Linked DNA regions of Mus musculus: regions 1, 3 and 4 are each linked to region 2. A link is a contact called in public HiChIP or PLAC-seq data. All regions are on one chromosome and are shown on one strand. Each heading gives the region's core, a stretch centred on a gene start, on an enhancer-like site or on the middle of the called end of the contact. The rest is flanking DNA. Distances are from core to core; before and after follow the strand shown. Region 1 holds the start of Nip7 (NIP7, nucleolar pre-rRNA processing protein). Region 2 has its middle 38 kb from the start of Nfat5. Region 3 has its middle 8.1 kb from the start of Gm39240. Region 4 overlaps Wwp2 (WW domain containing E3 ubiquitin protein ligase 2).

Region 1 (3,142 bases), core at 167-2,666, 200 kb before region 2:
CTGTTTTTAATATCCAAGCTTCCAAAGAAAAATTGACCTGCTGGATAGCAGAACTAAGTGTATTAGATCGAGGGCCTAGAAATGTAACATAGCTTAAAAAGGAAATGCTTTTTGACAACCTACAATGACAAATAGGATCTGTCAGCTTCCTATCGATGGACATTTTGAAGCTGAGCACCTCCAGCCCACATTTATATAGGGTTAACTATGTCAGGCTCAATGAACTGCCTTGCATAATTTTATTTATTTATTTATTTTTGGTTTTTCGAGACAAGGTTTCTCTGCATAGCTCTGGCTGTCCTGGAACTCACTCTGTAGACCAGGCTGGCCTTGAACTCAGAAACCCGCCTGCCTCTGCCTCCCAAGTGCTGGGATTAAAGGCGTGCGCCACCACCGCCCGGATGCATACATTTTTTAGTTTGTTTGAATGTCTCATGTAGCTCAGGCTGTCCATGAATTCAATACTCAGACTAGGATGATGACTCTGTGACTCGAATACTGGGATCACAAGTGTCAATAAGACTGGCTGAATGTTTATTATTTAAACAACAGCCTATGAGGGAGTAGTGGACTCCTAGCTTCCAATTCTTGGAAACTTACTAGCTGTGTTCTTGGACAAGTCACTTCACTTCGACTTCCTCGTCTGTAAAATAATGACGCTACCTACCTAGATGGCTGCTGTGAAGTTTAAGTGGATTAACAAGGCAATCAGGAGAGAGCCCTGTACACTACGCTTGGGTCATGACGATAGCGTCCTGGCAGATACAATGACGCGCCCGTCCCCATCAGGCCAGCCGCACCTGCAGCTCTGCTGGAAGCGGGGCAGACGGTCGAGCAGGCGCCCGAGGGACGCCTCCACGTCGCCGAAGAGCCGGTGGATGCGCTCGGTGCACTCGGCCCCGCGAATGAACGTCTTGTAGTTGGCGAAAGCCAGGTCGCGCGTCTGCTGCAGCCGCTGGGCCCGCTCTTCCGCCAAGCGCTCGGGTTCGCGCCGCAGCCGGTCCAGCCCGGAGCCGCTCAGCTCCCGGAGGTAGCGGCCCACGTCGGGCTTCTCACGCCACTGAGCTTCGGGGAAGCGGTCCCGGAATAGCGACGCCAGGAGGCCCTCATCTTCCACCTCCCCCAGCGCGACGGCCGTGGCTGTCGTCGTGGCCGAAGCGGTCGTGGAGGGCTGGAGAGGGAGAGCGGCCGCCATCTCTCAAGCACGGTACCGTCACTTCCTCTTCAGAGCCGGTTTCGCTCCTGGGAAACGGAAACGATTGGGGGAAACATTTCCCGTCTCTATGGTTTCTCATCTAGCCGGCTTTCGGTCCCCGGAAGTCCGCCACGGTAGGCGGCGGCTGCGCAAAGATCACGGAGAATTAGGCTAGAGAGACACGCGTTCGTGGACCCCAGGAAGTGGGCGGGTGGGAAAGTGACTTCCGCTTCCGGCTCTCCAGGCACGAGGATTCCCGGGAGCCAAGCAAGCGGCAAGATGAGGCCCTTGACTGAAGAAGAGACCCGGGTCATGTTTGAGAAGATCGCGAAGTAGTAAGAACTGGAGAGGCGGATGAGGGACGGGCGTGCGGGGAGTGGGGATGCGGCTCCGGGGCGGGACGGTCCCGGCTCAGACGCTGGTCTTGTTGCCCTCAGCATCGGAGAGAACCTTCAACTCCTAGTGGACAGACCCGACGGCACGTACTGTTTCCGGCTGCACAACGACCGAGTGTACTATGTGAGGTGAGGTGGGGCGTGCTGCCCACTGCGTGGCGGGCTGGAGGCGTGCATCCATCCCTGGTCGTCACCGGGTACCTTCCTCCCGCGCCCCTGTAGTGAGATGATGCTGAAGCTGGCCGCCAACATCTCCGGAGACAAGCTCGTGTCGCTGGGGACGTGTTTTGGGAAGTTTACCAAGACCCACAAGTTCCGCTTGCACGTGACAGCTCTGGATTACCTGGCCCCCTATGCCAAGGTACGTTGTGGGGGCCTGGTCTCCAGGTTGCCATCCGGGATGAAGTCCCGGGTGACGGCGGCCAGGTCAGAGCACAGATTCTTTCCAACGAGTTTCTGGACAGCGTCAGCCTAAGAAGTTGTTTGTCGATATTGCTGCTTGGACACGTTTAGGAAGGGTTATGGCCATGGAGCTGCATAGCCTAGTTGTCTACAGGAAAACAGGCCTCCACCGTGTCAGCTGGATCTCAGAAAGCAGAGACGAAGACACAAGTGCCAGTGGTGAGGGTGATCCTAGGGTCCAAGGGGAAAAAAAAAGGAAATTGCTGATTATGTGAGCATTTCGATGTAAGGTTGAATTTCGATGTTAGGTTGAGGAAGGAACTCCATGGTGAAAGATCAAAAATTGGGGTATCCCAGCACTTGGGAGGCAGAGACAGGCGGACTTCTGAGTTCGAGGACAGCCAGGGCTACACAGAGAAACACTGTCTCAAAAAAAAACAAAAAACCCACAAACAAACAAAAACAAAAAAGTGGGGGGGGGGTCCAAACAACTTAAAGGTTCCCCACCTCTCCTTAAACTCGGAAGCAGCTGCTAATCCGCATTTAGGGATATAGCCCAACATCCTTGTGTCTTGGCTTTTAACTCTCTTTCAGTATAAAGTGTGGGTAAAGCCGGGAGCAGAGCAGTCCTTCTTGTATGGAAACCATGTGTTGAAATCCGGTCTGGGTCGAATTACTGAGAACACATCTCAGTACCAGGGAGTGGTTGTCTATTCCATGGCGGACATTCCTCTGGTGAGTAGCCACGGTAGCCATCCATCACGGCAAATGCCAGGTACCCACTGGAAAGGATGAAGTTTCAGTCAGCAGCTCGGAGACTGACTTCTTGGCTCCTTTCACAGTTCTCAAAGATACAGCTGTTTCAATATAGTTTTTGTTTTGTTTTGTTTCCTTATAAATGAATGTCTGTTCTTTCAATTCCAGGGTTTTGGGGTGGCAGCAAAGTCTACCCAAGACTGCCGAAAAGTGGACCCCATGGCAATTGTGGTGTTCCACCAAGCAGACATTGGGGAGTACGTACGCCATGAAGAGACACTGACTTAGGACGGTCATTCCAAGAACATTTTGCTGTGTGAGAGGACTTAGCTTTGTTTCCTGTGTGCGGCCATCAGATTAAATCTGGACAACACTGAGATACGCAACTTGGGTT
Region 2 (3,060 bases), core at 225-2,724:
TTTGTACTGGAGTTTTTAACAACAGGAGTTTATAGCAGCATTTTAGCCTTTACAAAGTACCCCAGAGCTTTGATTTTTAAAAGAGATGCGGTAGAGGCTGGATATGTGGCATTGCAGTTAAGAGAGCTTTGCTCCTCTTATAGAGGACTGGAGTTTGCTTCTCAGAATCTACACTGGGCAGCACACGACCACCTGTAGCTGCCGCACCACATGGTCTGACAGGCTGTTCTGGCCTCCACAGCTACCCACGTTCATATGCACCTGCTCTTACACAGACACGTTTAAAACATAAAGTAAAATAAAAAAGTAAATTCAAAAGAAAAGAATTGTGGTGGGTACGTGTGTGTGTGTAATCACACACACACACACACACACACACACACATACACACACAAACTTAAAACATACCTACGAGTGGAGACTAGAGGTAGGGTAGGAATTGGATATGAAAAAAACTTGGAAGGAGCTATTTTTCAGTTAGTGCATGTGTGTGTAACGTATGTCACTTTTGATTCATATGACTGTATGATGTATAAAACATTGTATTACCAAAAGAACAAGCATGCTTAAAATGAAAGGGGGGTGTTTAATCCCTAGGCGAGACTCTGGGGTGGTGGCATCTGTGAGGGGGTGGCATTCTTAGGGCAGCCACACCAAGTAAGCATCTGCTTACTCCGTCCTGGCTCCACCCACCTTAGCTGATAAACTGAAAGCAAGTCTGGGCTCCCAGGGAAAAGGCCAAGAGTGGCTTGCAGCCTGGTTCTAGAGGGGGCAGAAGTAAGACACTCTTTCTCCCCTGTTTGTTTCTCAATGGCAGAAATTCCTTTTAATCTCTCACGCTACAACAGGGAAGAACTTTACCTGCAGGTCCTTCCTCAGGGAGATAAGATAGACCTAAATTCACAGGTTAGTGTAAATGTCTGTCAGAGTCTAATACATGCCAGGCAAATGCTCTGCCGATTGAACTACACCCCTAGCCCCAGATATAAGGCTCTTAGAGGCTCTATCTCAAAAACACATTTTGTGAGAGATCAAGAAGCCTAGAAGAAGACCCTGGACAGATGAATATAAGGTGACGAAGCATGGCAGACAGTCTGTTTCTTAGTATTCTAGTCTGGGCCAGACCTAGATGAGAGAGCTCCAGGAAACAGAAACCAGGAGAGTCCAGCTGCGTCTGAGGCTAGGCCTGAGTTTAAGTGTCAGCTGCTTCTTTGCTGTGAGCTCTGGTCTGAGTGTTTAGCCTCTGGGAGTCTGTTTTTCCCCCTTTGTGAAATGGGATTGCTGATAAACCCTATGACTCATGGGAGCAGAGAGGAGAGCATCCGGATAGTCGAAGGTGGCGCCGCGGAGAGTGAACTTTACACGGCCAGCCCCCAGGAGTCTTCCTCTACAAGGTGTGCAGGGGCCACCACAAGGCCACGCATGTGGTTCAGAGGAGAAAGGTGACGGAGAGGAGCAGCCATATGGAACAATACCAAGAATGAAAACAGGGTGGTGGGTCTGACTCACACGGTGACTCACTTCCTTGCCCAGGGATGCTCTGAGCCAGGGCTGCTTCTCCCAGGTTCGCTCTCTGGGGAGAAGATATCCCTGCCCTACAGGGAGAGGGAATCAGGGCATCACCCTGTACCCTCCATGTTCAGTTTCAAAGGAGAGCTCAATCAGTTGAAACCTTCAAATTTGAATTCAGAAAATAAATAGACTAAGATCCAGTCTTTAGAAGAAAGGACAGCTTTTGATGGGGGGGGGGCAGTTACAGGGACCTTGGAACTCTTTTGTCCTCTTCTGGATTATCACATGGATATCTGTACCCCACAGGACAGTGGGAAGGCACAGAAGAGTGTCAAGAAACTGAAAAACTCACCCATAATTCTGTTATCCAGACTCAATCATAGGATTTGCCTTAGTATTTTTCCACTTAATTTTTTTTCACTCACATTTCATCTCAGCCAAGTTTATATTGTCTGTATAAATACTATGCAACAGATGTGAACTTGGAAAGTAGAGACAGGATTGGGGAGTGGATTGGAACTTCAAGGTCATCCTTAGATATATAGTGAGTTCAGGGCTAGGCTGGGCTATAGGACACCTTGTATTTTTTTTTTTAAAGGATGAACAAAGCAACAGTTGTGAGCCACACATGTAATTAAAAGTGCTTCACAGTAAGCTCGTGGTTAAAGAAAACGCCAACTAGACAGTCAGGGCACACAAGCCAGTCTCAGTTCTTCAGAGGCAGAGTCAGGCAGATCTGTGAGTTCAAGGTCAACCTGGTCTACACATTGAGTTTCAGGCTAGCCAGAGTTACATGGTGAGACCTTGTCTCAAAAGAAAACAAAAAGAAGAAAGCAAAGAAAAAGAAACACATGCACTTAGTATTTTGTGTAGAGCAATATATCCCAATTTTTTCACCGTATTACAATCAATCAATATAAAATGTTCAGTGATATACTTCCTTGTTTGTATATCTTAGGTAGAAGAAATGTCAGATGCTCAATAGCAACACGGGCTGGTGGTACCCTGGCAGATGGTACAAGTCATTTCATGTTTTCTATCTCCCTTTAGTTCTTGCTTGAGTTAAAGCCTAGGTATGTGTCATAAAATGCCCTTTGGGAAAGATAGCTTTCAGGAGCTACAGTGGCATCCAATGTGATTGTGAGCGCCTCTGATTCCATCCCTGGGGAAGTGGGGACAGGAGAGACTGGATGCAGGAGGTCAAGGTTATCCTTAGCTCCAGAGTGAGATCTAGGCCAGTGTGGGCTACATGAGACCTTGCTACCCCTGCCACCCCACCCCCACAAAGCTCTACAGAAACGTGCATAATCTGTCTGACTTCAAAGGCAATGTAGTTGGCTTCTGTTGGGTGTTTTCTGTGTGTTTCCCTGCTCAAGGATATGTGCTGGCTACTTCGTGTAATATTGAACAAAAATTGGATATACATAATGCACACTTCTTCATAACCCCTCTTTTCATTTCATGGTGCATTGTGAATGAAAAAAAAAAAACACCAGTAAAAATGTATAAGTCAAACTTGAGCCTTTAGAGCAGTGGCTCTCAAACTTC
Region 3 (3,121 bases), core at 582-3,081, 140 kb before region 2:
AGGAAACCTCAGGCAGCAGTAGTAGTATTTTTTTTTTCCTTTTGTTGTTCGATTTCAAGTGTCGGGGAGTACAATGGAAAGAACATCCACTTGGGGCAGGAAATGCCAGGGAAAGAGCCCAGAGGACGTGACATTTGGGTGGGTCATGAGTGACGATGAAATCTGTCATCTCTTTTTATGACTGTAATCTGCTGTCTACCGTGCGTTTCCCACCCGCGTTTCATCTGCATTATGTCTTATCTGATTTAGAAGGGCCCACAGGGAACTGTATCCCGCCCCCTCCCAACCCCTCGCCCCAGAAGATCTGAGAGCTGGGGCTGGTTCTGGGTTTGTCAGACTCAGCTGTACTTCGTAAAGGCCTGGGCTGGGCCTTTAAATTTTTTTCTGTAACTGTAGTGCCACAGGATTCCTGAGTTTCACCCACACACAGGCTCCCTACCCGAGCCCCAGCTGGCTGCCAACACCCACACTAACCAACTAACCCCCAGCAACACCGCCTTGGCTGTGTCGAAATTCACACCACACCATACCTCCCCGGGTCTGGAAGAAAGGCACAGGGTCTTGGTGCTGTGCAGACACCCTGATAAGGCTCTGGTGAATAACCCGTGAGTAACAGGAAATCAGGAAACAGGAGCTGCCCCTGTAGCAAGAAACGGGAGGGTGGATGGCTGTTCGCACAGTGGTCTGTACACCGGCACCGTGGACGCGCCCTTCAGTGTCGAGATTCCAGTTTCCTTCCCTGACTGGGGGATGAGAATGGAGTTCACAGAAGGCAGCTGTGGATTTCCAGTGAAACTCCCTGGGACATTCTGATCTCGATGTCCCAGCAGGTTTGGAAATGGTAGTATTACTAAACACCTGGACCCATTCTTCATTAAAAAGATTAAATTAAGTCAGGTGTGGGAACCGGTGCCTGTAATGTTGGTACGTGGAGGATGTGGCGCGAGGATGGGTGAGTTTGAGGCAATCCAGAGCTACATAGGAAAACTTTCTAAAAAATGTGTGTGTGTTCACGTGCGCAAGAGTGTGTGCATTCCTGCATACACAGGCACTTACAGCTCACATTCACACACACAAAGAAAAGAAAGGACTATTAATGATAATTAGCAGAGGAAAGTGGAACAGATACAGGGAAGAGTTTCTTGTGCCTTTATATCTTTCCATGGTGTTAAAAATTTAGCCTCAGTGAGTTCAAGGCCAGCCTGGTCTACAGAGTGAGTTCCAGGATAGCCAGGGTTACACAGAAAAACCCTGTCTCAAAAAAAAAAAAAAAAAAAAAAAGCCTCAGAAATTGCTACTTTTTTATGGCTGGGGGTGGTGGTACATGTCTTTAATCCCAGATTTCGGCAGATCTCTTTGAGTTCAAGGCCAGCCTGGTCTACAGAGTGAGTAAGGGTTACACGGAGAAACCCTGTATCAAACAAAACAAAACAAACAAACAAAAAACCAAACAAGCAAAAAGGAAGAAAAAAGAAAGAAAAGAAAAAAGAAAAAAAGAGCCAGGACAAGCTAAGGACGTAGCTCAGTTGGCAGAAAATTTACCTAAAGTACATCCATCATCAGAACCAGAGAACCCAGGCAAGGCAGTATAGCCCTGTAATCCCACCCTATAGAGATGGAGGCAGAAGAACCAGACGTGAAAAGCAATCCTTGGCTTCGAGTGAGTTTGAGGCTAGTGGCCGTTCAGAGTCACAAGAGACTTTGTCTAAAACAAAACATACACGTATACTTACATATACACGTAAACCTTGAGGAAAATTCAATACCTCTCCGGAACCTGTGAACTGTTTTCCTTACAGCAGGGGGCAGCAATGATTCTCAAATATCCCTGACATCAGCACTAACCTGCGGCTTGGCGTCCACGGGTTTCCAGTTCCAGGCCCAAATACCATCCAGCAGATCATAAGGGAAACGAAAGACAATCACCACAGAAAGCTTTAGATGCCGGAGGAATTGTTAAATAAAACATGTTCCAGGTTCTTTTATTGATCCTGAAAACCTGTGTTTGCCCTGAAGCTCAGTTTTCCCATCTGATAAATTAAGTCTATAGATTTGCTGAAATCACTTTAAAGAGCTCTTTCTGCATCTGTTAAGAAAACAAAGGACAACATATCAAACCAAACCCATTTTAAGCTGGACGTGGTGGCACACACCTTTAATTTCAGTACAAAAGGCAGAGGCAGGCAGAGTTCCAGGCCAGCTTGGTCTACAGAGCAAGTTCCAGGACAGCCAGGGCTACACAGAAAAATCATGTCTCTAAAACCCCAAACAAACAAACAAATAAATAAAGTAAGACTTTAGCTGGGTGTGGTGCACACACCTTGCTGTGTTCAGAGGGCATCAGATTTCTCTATGAGTTCGAGGTTAGTCTGGTCTAACAGTAAGTTCCAGGCCAGCCAGTACAACATAGTGATAATCCTACTTAATGAAAAACAAAAGCAAACCCAGAAAACCTTTACAAATCCAAATCAGCATCAGGAAGGAACAAGCCCCAGTGCCCTCTGAAATTAATTGGATTATCAAATTATCTGTTAGACAGCCCTCAGCTGACCAGGATGACTTATTGGCAGTTTATCTTTAGAATACTAATTTTTGGGGGTGGAGTGGGGTGGGGTGGGGTGGGGAGATTGGCACTTACTCAGATCACTGATGGAGAAAAAGAGCCCTTCCAATCTATAAATGTTTAGCATGTGTGCAAAGGTCGTGGATCTAGTGTTCAGGAGCCACACCCAGACTTACAAAAGGATCTTGAGTGGACTGGCCAAATTAAACAGCACAAGCACTTGTAGAGAAATAAACACAAGTTAAAATGTAACCACAGCTATTTGTTCTTGCCGCTCTGTTCTCCTCTGTGGGAGGGGCTGAGAGGGTAGATGGAGCTCTGGTCACTCTAGCAGGAACCTGAGCCTTGCTGCCAAACCCTCTTTCTTTCTTTCTTTCTTTCTTTCTTTCTTTCTTTCTTTCTTTCTTTCTTTCTTTCTTTCTTTCTTTCTTCCTTCCTTCCTTCCTTCCATCTTTCTTTCTTTCTTTCTTTCTTTCTTTCTTTCTTTCTTTCTTTCTTTCTTTCTTTCTTTCTTTCTTTCCCCAAGACAGGGTTTCTCTGTCTAGCCCTGGCTGTCCT
Region 4 (3,137 bases), core at 171-2,670, 230 kb after region 2:
TGGTGAAGGCCTGGGGAGAGCATAGAAGGACATTCATGGTTTGTTTCTGTTGCTGGAACAAGGCTGGCTTTGGACACTTGCCAGCTAGGTTGGGAAGGACTCCCATGTCCTTGGTACTGTGCACCATCATGCAGGGTCCCCTCTCTCTATAGTGAGTTCAGTCTTAGTGATGTGAGGGAGCTCATGGAGCCGGCAGACACATGCAGGAGAGGAAGCCAGCGTGGCAGGGCAGTGAGCAGAGTGGACTAGGAGGGTTTCCTTTGTCCACATGTTCAGGACAGTGCCACTGATCCTAGGCGCTAAGGAGACCCAGTGGAATGTGCGCAGAGGGAAGAGGGACTGAGTAGAAAGGGTGACCCCCAGTGCTGCAGCCTTCCTTAGGGTCTCCTAGAGGTTAGAAATGGTCTCGAAACTCCAGGCTGGAATAGGAAAGCCAAGAAAGTCTGGCTTCCTTTGTGGTGTGCTGTTTCTGGATCACCTGTGATCCTCTCTCTTCTTTCTTCTTCTGTGTTGTGTGAGGTGAGTGGTGGGAGGGAACCCAGTCGGTGTACTGTCCGTGTGGGCCCTTTTCCTTCTCAGCCCAACCTTGTGGGGCCTTGGATGTGAACCTCTGGGAAGGTTCCTAGATAAGGAAATGAGTCAGCATAAAAGAATCGAGTCTTTATTTCCTTTTAGTTTCATGAAATTGTTAGTTTCCCCCATAGTGTTAGGGATGGAATTAAATGTTTGACATACTGTAGGCAGGTGCTGTGCTCTTGATCTGTATGTACCCCAGTCACCTGAGTTGTCTAGGTTGGCCTTCAATTCACTCTTCTACGGGGGTGGCCTTGAACTTGTGATCTCCTGCCTCAGCCTCCCGAATAGTTGGATTTACAGGCCTGTGTCACCAGGCCTGGTGGAGCTTTTCATTAGAAGGTCTCTGCAAGGGATCGTGGTTAGGAAGCTGGGTGTGGGGCTCAGCGTATTTTCCTTTGTCATGTCTGTATCAGTTTATTTTGAATATAGTGGATGTGAATGCTTTCTGATGCTGGGAGCTGAACCTAGAGCCTTGACCATGTCAGGCGGGCACTCTAGCTATAAGCTATACTCTCAGCACTTCATATGTGTTGTGCATGCGTGAGAGATAAAGGTCCTAAGGCCTTGGATTTCCTCAGGGCCCTCCAGATAGCATTTGAACATGTTCTTCACAGTGACATTCTAACTATGGCCGTTTTAGGACATCCTGGTAGTGGTTTTCTGTCTCCCTCTGTGACCCTTCTTTTTTGTCTTGCTATGACGAAAACCTCTTAGATTTATTAGCTCCCTTGACTTGGCATTAGTAACCCCCCTCCCCCAAGACTGGAAAGAGCTGTATTCTGGGAAGCCTGTACAGCCCAGAGCCTCTGGTGAGCTCTGAATAGCTCATGGGCTGTGTCTGCAGACAGCGGATCCCAGAAAGGAAAGACAAATAAACTCAGACGGGTGTGAGTCTGCTGGGAAGCCCGGGGGGTGGGGGGGTGGCCTAAGGGAGAATGGGGAAGCAAAGCTGACAGGGAGAGAGGCGCTTTGGGACCTGAGCCATTCTCCAGTCTCTGCTGGCTACTGCCACTCCTTCTTCCATGGAGCTGACCAAAGCTGACCTGGAGATGTTCCCTTGTCAGCCTGAAATGAAATAGAGTTTAGCACCTTTATGCTTCCCCTTAAAAGCTGGCTATGGTCTCATTCTCATTAGTGACGCTGGAAAGAAGAAAGGAATCTGTGTACATGCAGATTCATCATTCAGCAGTGACAGACGCAGTCCCTGCTCCCAGGGAGTCTTCAGGCTGTCTTCTGAGCTGTTGAGATCATGGACAAGCATTTGGGGCATTTTCAAAAGTAATTATGAAGATTGGTACCATCTAAATATGCACGTTGATGCACCAGTTATCTCTTAGTAAAAGTGACACTGTACATTTACTTATTTATATCTGTTTATTTTAGAACTAGCTATTTGACATTTCCTCTGTAGGAAAGGAGCCAAGGGAGAGGTAGTGTGGCCCAAAAAGCTGAGTAGGACTGAGGGTAAGGAAAGCCAGACTCACAGAAGTCATGGCGACAAAAATATAGAAAGGCACAGAACCTGATACCGAGGATGTTGTAACAAGACACTGGGCAACAACCACAAGTGCTAGTGTGTACACACCAAGTGTTTATACATCAGCATACCCATAGTGTGAACAAACCCAAGTGCCAGGACTATTGATGTGCCAGTGTGTACACAGCCAAGAGTGGAACATTCAAAGATACTTTGAAAGAGTTTGCTGATCTAGTGAAGTGGGGAACAGGGATGTCCCTCTATGCAGAGTGCTCTGCATGGACAAAGATAGAGAAAATAAGAGAGCTTGGCTTACTCAGGGACAGGAGTCCTTTGGTCATACTCCATGGGGGTGATTGCTGTAGCAGCCCTAACCCAAAAGCCTGAACCCAAAAGCCCCTGCTGTCATCTGGTTTGTTTTTATAAGAGCCATTTTACGTTCCCAGCAGAATTGGCAGGAGCACAGAAGTCCTTATTCACCTTTGCAGCCCTTGATCAGCCTATGTTTGAGGGAGGCTGGTGACACACTGTTCTCACTCAGAGGCAATTGTTTATGCTAGGGCTCTGGCTTGGTGATGTCCATTCTGAGGGTTTTGACGAATTCATGGTGTGTGTCCACCGTTACAGCCTCATGTGTTTCATTTAGTCAGCCCTCCTTGCTCTCCCTGGCTCTGGCACTGGTCCTTTCACTTCTTTATAGTTTTCCTTTCCTGGAATTCTGTGCACTGTGGGGCCACTTTCACACTGGTTTCATTGACTCAGAGTACAGTTGATTTCCGTTGAATACTGAATAGTATTTCAGTGTTTGCATCCAGCATGTTTGATTTATCTACTCACTTACTGAAGCGTACCTTAGTTGATCCTAAGTTTTGCTAACTATGAATAAAGCTGCAGTTAGCATTGGCTTCTCAGCAGTGCAGCCTTTATACACAGAACTTTCCCAAAAGGGAGGCTGGGAGTCCTCTGGTGCCTGCGAGAGGGGAGCTATGTGGGAATGCCCGGCACTGTACATTTAAGACTAAAATCAGAAACCAACTGATAGGATTTCTGGTCCTCAAAGAAATGTACACTTTTACCCCCTAAG

What was found. HiChIP or PLAC-seq counts read pairs in DNA pulled down with a chosen protein or histone mark.
Region 1: a contact with region 2 is called in an HNF4G HiChIP or PLAC-seq map of pancreatic cancer cells. The contact joins the promoter of Nip7 here to the enhancer-like site in region 2. A contact is called at or near these places in 1 of 39 promoter capture datasets (embryonic stem cells), 6 of 115 datasets of contacts at active chromatin or transcription factors (effector CD8 T cells, embryonic stem cells, memory CD8 T cells and 1 more) and 2 of 9 other capture datasets (adipose tissue and pancreatic islet).
Region 3: a FOXA1 HiChIP or PLAC-seq map of pancreatic cancer cells shows a contact between it and region 2. The contact joins two enhancer-like sites. A contact is called at or near these places in 12 of 39 promoter capture datasets (the 3T3-L1 cell line, the C10 cell line, the HPC-7 cell line and 7 more), 2 of 15 datasets of contacts at CTCF or cohesin (the NIH/3T3 cell line and large pre-B cells), 8 of 484 Hi-C or Micro-C datasets (the HL-1 cell line, the N1E-115 cell line, Th1 cells and 4 more), 18 of 115 datasets of contacts at active chromatin or transcription factors (CD8 T cells, Th17 cells, a beta-TC-6 cell line and 6 more) and 1 of 9 other capture datasets (embryonic stem cells).
Region 4: a contact with region 2 is called in a FOXA1 HiChIP or PLAC-seq map of pancreatic cancer cells. The contact joins two enhancer-like sites. A contact is called at or near these places in 1 of 115 datasets of contacts at active chromatin or transcription factors (pancreatic cancer cells) and 2 of 9 other capture datasets (adipose tissue and liver).

The regions. Positions count from the first base shown.
Region 1 is chr8:107,055,461-107,058,602 of GRCm38.p6, forward strand. Nip7 (NIP7, nucleolar pre-rRNA processing protein) reads left to right here and starts at 1,417. Exons shown (of 5, transcript NM_025391.2): 1 at 1,417-1,530; 2 at 1,633-1,719; 3 at 1,813-1,951; 4 at 2,587-2,727; 5 at 2,917-3,142. The coding sequence starts at 1,475. The coding sequence ends at 3,036. Cog8 (component of oligomeric golgi complex 8) reads right to left here and starts at 1,277. Exons shown (of 5, transcript NM_139229.4): 1 at 801-1,277. The coding sequence starts at 1,195.
Region 2 is chr8:107,253,872-107,256,931 of GRCm38.p6, forward strand. No RefSeq gene overlaps it. Among named protein-coding and RNA genes, the nearest start is that of Nfat5, 38 kb to the right of the region's middle. Within about 2 kb of position 1,475, at least 148 of the 459 cell types and tissues checked have an H3K27ac peak or open chromatin away from gene starts, as enhancers often do. A contact at or near this core is called in the NIH/3T3 cell line, Th17 cells, adipose tissue and 5 more, where this site is marked.
Region 3 is chr8:107,114,405-107,117,525 of GRCm38.p6, forward strand. No RefSeq gene overlaps it. Among named protein-coding and RNA genes, the nearest start is that of Gm39240, 8.1 kb to the right of the region's middle. Within about 2 kb of position 1,832, at least 78 of the 459 cell types and tissues checked have an H3K27ac peak or open chromatin away from gene starts, as enhancers often do. A contact at or near this core is called in the NIH/3T3 cell line, Th17 cells, muscle stem cells and 2 more, where this site is marked.
Region 4 is chr8:107,488,656-107,491,792 of GRCm38.p6, forward strand. All of the region lies in intron 6 of Wwp2 (WW domain containing E3 ubiquitin protein ligase 2), which reads left to right. Among named protein-coding and RNA genes, the nearest start is that of Gm51547, 16 kb to the right of the region's middle. Within about 2 kb of position 1,421, at least 97 of the 459 cell types and tissues checked have an H3K27ac peak or open chromatin away from gene starts, as enhancers often do. A contact at or near this core is called in adipose tissue and pancreatic cancer cells, where this site is marked.